Linked DNA regions of Sus scrofa: region 1 is linked to region 2. Evidence: chromatin contacts called from public Hi-C data. All regions are on one chromosome and are shown on one strand. The core of a region is the stretch at or near the end of the contact, and the rest is flanking DNA. Distances in the headings are between cores, read along the strand shown. Region 1 holds the start of KLHL5 (kelch-like protein 5). Region 2 overlaps FAM114A1 (protein NOXP20).

What was found. A called contact is a pair of places that touch in the nucleus more often than the background predicts.
Region 1: a Hi-C map of liver shows a contact between it and region 2, with 2.3 times the contacts expected there. The contact joins the promoter of KLHL5 here to the enhancer-like site in region 2. A contact is called at or near these places in 1 of 5 promoter capture datasets (fetal skeletal muscle), 2 of 47 Hi-C or Micro-C datasets (brain and liver) and 1 of 2 datasets of contacts at active chromatin or transcription factors (alveolar macrophages).

What each region holds. Positions count from the first base shown.
Region 1 is chr8:30,360,327-30,363,200 of Sscrofa11.1, reverse strand. KLHL5 (kelch-like protein 5) reads right to left here and starts at 1,617. Exons shown (of 15, transcript XM_021101108.1): 1 at 1,526-1,617.
Region 2 is chr8:30,239,851-30,242,650 of Sscrofa11.1, reverse strand. FAM114A1 (protein NOXP20) reads right to left here. Exons shown (of 15, transcript XM_003128921.6): 7 at 2,449-2,601. Among named protein-coding and RNA genes, the nearest start is that of MIR574, 49 kb to the right of the region's middle. Within about 2 kb of position 1,345, at least 5 of the 83 cell types and tissues checked have an H3K27ac peak or open chromatin away from gene starts, as enhancers often do. A contact at or near this core is called in liver, where this site is marked.

The sequences.
Region 1 (2,874 bases), core at 368-2,867, 120 kb before region 2:
CTTCGGAGAATTTATCTTAAGAGTCTTATTATTGCCCCCTACTGAAGAATACTATCCAAAATTCATCACTTTCTGTAGGGATATTTTAAAAATGTTGTCAACTGCATCACAACAGTTTCCTTTTTTATTACGGCCCATGGACAATGTTCCTCTCAGACTTCATTAGTAAAAAAAAAGCCCTGTTTAGGCAGAAGAACTGGTTTGCTTTTATCTTGGAATTAGAAACACACCGAAACTTACTTTATTCCTTTCATTTTTTGCCCTGGGCTGCTTCTCGGAAAAGCCCAGAGCCAAAACTCTGACTCACTTCAACTACAGGATCTGATAGTAGGCACTTGGTATTATCTTATCCTTGACTTTGTAGTCTTTTTTCCCCACTGCTCTGCCTCAATTTTCTCATTTAGTTTTGTTTTGCGATACAGTACCATATGGACCCTAAGTTGCTTTAAATCATTTTTGAAACTACCTATTGTATGTATTAAGTTCTATTCTCTTACAATTTCATATTGATTTCTCTCTACTTGTCCCATTCCCCCACAATATCAGTGTCAGCTTTGTGTAATAGTATTTACAGTTATGACAAGCCAATAGAACATAAATATTCACAATAAAATCAAATTTGCAATGTTTAAAACCAGGAAAAAAATCATTAATGGTTTTTCAGTGGTCTAATAACCAAAAAGAATTATTAAATTGTTTTCTAAAGGGAAAAGACAATTACCATTTATTGGGTACCAGAAACTGCTAGGCGCTTAGTACACAACAGTTTCATTTTTTTTTTTTAAAGCAGAAGGGATGTTGGTATATACATACTCTCTGGAAAGATGCACAAGAAACTAGTAATACTGGTGGGTGGGGAGAGAGGTTTTGTATACCTCTTTCATAGTTTTTGAATTTTGTGAATGTATCAATTATTCAATAATATTTTTTAAAATGGAACGATAATAAAGAGGGCAGAAATGCTTTACTCTTTGATACAGCAAACTTTCTTCGTCAGCTTCTGATCCAATTATGCACTGATGCCAAATGAAAAAGTTTCGACCAGACATGCCGGGTTTTATTGAAATAAAGTCCCCTTTTGAGGGTGAGGCAACTAACTCCTTTAAAACTTAGATTATGATAGCCTGCGGGTAACAATTTAAAAAAATCCGATATGGTTTCCAGTTTGTTTTATTGATACAAGAGTACGGGGAGAAAGCGCTGATTCTGGACAGCGGTACACGCCTCTGCCGTTTGGCCACAGACGCCGCATCCAGAACTTTGCACAACTCAAGGGCGGCCCAGACGCCGCTCTGGGGCTCTCGGCTGCCGGACCAGGGTTCGAGCCCCGGGCGCGGCTAGGGGAGGTCCCCGCCCGGCCCACCCCTCCAGACCGAGGCGCCCCGGGACCGCCTGCAGTAGGGCCCCACGGGCTTGGGCTGCCGCGGCCGGGCGGAAGGGTCGCGTGGGATCGGGAAGCGGGCCTCCGCGCGCGGCTGGCCAGCCGCTGCCCCCTCCCCGACGCCCAGAAGAAAGTCGCACTTACCGCGTCGGGCTCCGGAGGCGGCCGGGGGGGAGGGTCACAGGCGGTGGGGGGGCGACCGGGCGGGAGGAGGAGGGAAGGCGGGGAGCGGGGGCCGGCAGGCGGAGGAGAGGGATGCTCGGCCCCTGGGGCGCCCCCAGCCCCTTCCTAGATGCCTCACCCCCGGCGCCGGCCAGCCGGGAGCGGGCCACTCCTCCTCCGTCAGCTGTACCAGGCCAGCGGGGAGAAACTCTTCCGGCAGCCCGGGAGGGGGCGAGCGCGCGCCTGGGGGTCGGGAGCCTGCTGGCGCGTCTGTCCCTGCGCGGCGCAAGAAGCGGCCCGCTCCAAGCGGATGCCCGCCCCGCCCCCTCCCGCCAGGCCCCGCCCCCTCCTCGCCCGCCCCGCTGGCCCCGGGAGACCGCCACTGCCGCCGCGCTGGCGGCTTCTCTTCCCCAGCGAACGGCTCCGCGAACCGCCAGGGCCCGGGGTAGGGAGCGAAGAAGGGGAAGGGGCGGAGACAAGGAGGGGAGGGGAGGGCTGCGGCGAGGGGAGCCTGTGGGGGAGGGGGACGTCAGGCTGGGCGGGGCTCTGGCCGAGGGGGCGGGGCGCGGAGGACCTGACAAAGATTCTGGTTGTTCCCCCCCCGCCTCTTGAAACTGGGTTAAGGGGTAATTCCTGGGGGTGGAAGTTTAGGAAGAGGTCCCTCTGCAGGGCTGGAAGGCGATCAGAGAGCTGGCCTGTGTTTTTTGCTGCTTTGAAGAACAAGACTCTGTTGTCCTAGAGCTTTGGAAGAACTCATAAAGAGTTGCCTCTCTTCTCCAGACCCTGCAACCCTAACTGTGCAATACTCTGATAATTATTCTGCTCCGGTAGTGGTTTGTCTATGTTGTGCCATGGCAATTATGATCCTCCACGCTGTGGCCATAATCATTGTTTTCCAGTGGTGGGGTGATAGGAATTCCACAAAAGTTGGTTTCTTATTTATTTCTCTAGCCAATATATATTGATGTATATATATGCTAGATGCTAAGAATAATAATAACTACTTTATTGAGCGCCAAACACAACTCTAAAGCGCTTTACAGATGTTAACTCAATACAGCTAAGGTCCCTCCCCCACAGAGGTTCATGGCGGGTAAGGGAGGGGAAAGGGTTTCCTTAGTTTGTCTCCGAGAGACGTGTAAAGGAATTCGCTTGCTTTTTGTTCAGCGTAATGCTTATATTCATTATTTACAGATTCTGTGTTTGCTATTCTGAGCTATCGCTCTCTTGTCCGTGTGGGTTGAATGTGGTCAGTCCTTCCAAAATGACATTTGCTCAGGAGATCTTCAGTATGTGTCCGTGTTGAAAACCCAAAGTAAGCAAATGGTCCA
Region 2 (2,800 bases), core at 96-2,595:
AGTCCACAAATAACAAGTGCTGGAGGGGCTGTGGAGAAAAGGGAACCCTCCTGCACTGTTGGTGGGAATGGAAACTGGTACAACCACTATGGAGAACAGTATGGAGGGACCTTAGAAATCTATACACAGAACTACCATATGACCCAGCAATCCTACTCTTGGGAATATATCCGGACAAAACTTTCCTTGAAGAAGACACATGCACCCACATGTTCATTGCAGCACTATTCACAATAGCCAAGACATGGAAACAACCCAAATGTCCATTGACAGATGACTGGAGTAGGAAGATGTGGTTTATATACACAATGGAATACCACTCAGCCATAAAAAAGAACAAAATAATGCCATTTGCAGCAACATGGATGGAACTAGAAACTCTCATCCTGAGTGAAGTAAGTCAGAAAGACAAATACCATATGATATCACTTATATCTGGAATCTAATACACAGCACAAATGAACCTTTCCACAGAAAAGAAAATCATGGACTTGGAGAATAGACTTGTGGTTGCCAAGGGAGAGAAGGAGGAAGTGGGATGGATTGGGAGCTTAGGGTTGATAGATGCAGACTACTGCCTTTGGAATGGATTAGCAATGAGATCCTGTTGTGTAGCACTGGGAACTATGTCTAGTCACTTATAATGGAGCATGAGAATGTGTGGAAATAGAATGTGTACATGTGTGTGTAACCGGGTCACCGTGCTGTACAGTAGAAGGAAAAATAATGTATTGGGGAAATTAAAAAAAAATTGAACAACAACAAAATAACATCTGTCTGGGAATTCCCGCTGTGGTGTAGTAGGTTAAAAATTCAGCCTTGCTGCAGCTGTGGCATAGGTTGCAGCTGCGGTTCAGATTCCATCCTTGGCCTGGAAATGTCCATGCTATGAGTGTGGCAAAAACAAAACCAAACAACAAAAATCTGCCTTTTTTTCCATTTAATTAAGGAATGAAATAAATTCTTTGATTTGTGTTCATGCGATATCTGTATGAGCCATGATTTTGCTTTAAAAAAATTATTGGTTAACAGTCTAACCACAACACTGTCAATGATGGCTTATGGATAACAAAAAAGGAAACATACTTAGTTCCTTGTAACTCTATAAGCTTGTGGGTGTGCCTGTGTCCATCATGTTGGGTCTTGGTTGTCTGCAATATGGCAGAGGTCACCTTTCGCTGACTAGGTGGGCTTAAGAATGTCTCAAACCCCTCAAAGTCCAACCAGAAGAGGGCAAAGCCTAGGGAGAGTCAAAAAATCACTGTTCCCTTCTAAGGCTCACTTCCAAGTTCAGCTTCCTGCCTGAGGACCTGCCTTCCCCAGTGACTGTCACTGGGATGGCCCACGGCTCCCCCCAGGAAGTCCAGAGGGACTGTCCTTTGGCCTCTCCTGGAAAAACACCCCAGGGTACAGTCAGCCTGACCTTCACACAAAGGAACTGTATATACAATTAATGGGTTAGTAGCTTTGAAGTGCTTTGATTAGTGATTATATAAAGAGCCATATAAGTGTTTGCTCAATAAAGACACATATACAATTGAGACACACACACAGAAACTTGAAAAAACAAAGAAGTCACCAACCCTGCTGATTTCGGCTTTTCATGTTTTGTGTTCTTGGGATCATAGCAGGAGAGCGAGAAGGTGTAGGGCCGGGAGGTAGTTTCCCAGAGTCGTGTTCAGGAGCATTGCAAAACAGAACTTTAACCCCCGGTAAGATAACCCTGCCCTCTGTGGCCCAGGCATTCCAGCAAATGGGTGAATAAATAACCCCATCGCCCAGAAAACTAAATATAGTAAAAGCTTGTGGTCTGAGCTGCTTTTTTTCCACTGGGTAGGAATGAAGAAGTGTCCTGGTAGGTCCCCTCTGATCTGGGTACCATGTCACCAAAGGGAGGCACAGGCCAGGCACTGACGGCCAGGTGTTTGAGCAGCCTTTGCACTGTGAGCGGGATTAGTGATGATTCCTATGGTGCTGGCCCTCTTGGGGCTGATGAGAGGGAACAGCTTGGCACAGGACAGAGATGAAATACTATGGAGCCCGAAGGGGTCATCAGGCTGTAGAGTACTGGTGACCTCAGCACCTAAAAATGAAATATTTTAGGAGCTCCTGTTATGGCTCAGTGGAAACGAATCTGACTAGCATCCATGAGGTCGCGGGTTCGATTCCTGACCTCGTTCAGTGGGTTAAGGATCAGGCATTGCCGTCAGCTGTGGTGTGACTCGGCTCAGAGCCCACATTGCTGTGGCTCTTGTGTAGGCTGGTGGCTACAGATCCAATTTGGCCCCTAGCCTGGGAACCTCCATATGCTGTGGGTGTGGCCCTAAAAAGACAAAAAGATTTTTTGAAAATTAAAAAAAAATGAGATATTTTAATCACAGATTTTCTTTCATGTTTAAGAAAACACATTCGTGAACATGCTACTTCCAATGGCTGGGACAGTCATACCTTGCCTTCACTTTCATTGGACAGGATTTCCAGGGCTTCCAGGTGTGACAAACCTTGATACTCATCAAACAGCATCCCATAGTGCGCGGTCCTCTCGGCTGTGAGCTGCTGGGCCAGCCTCTGCTTCTCCTTCTCCTTGGCTTCCCGCAGCATCTGCACAAATATGCAATGTTTGCACATGAGATGGACGCTTCAAAGCCCCATTTTCTGTGCAAGATGTAGGAGGAGATGAGCCCTGACTTGGTACTTATGAAGAGTACATTCGAGTCACTTTGGAGTTTCTAAAAAAGGATTTGTGATTGATTTTACTCAAAAAATTTTACATAATATTCTACTGTGAATTTTTCCTGCT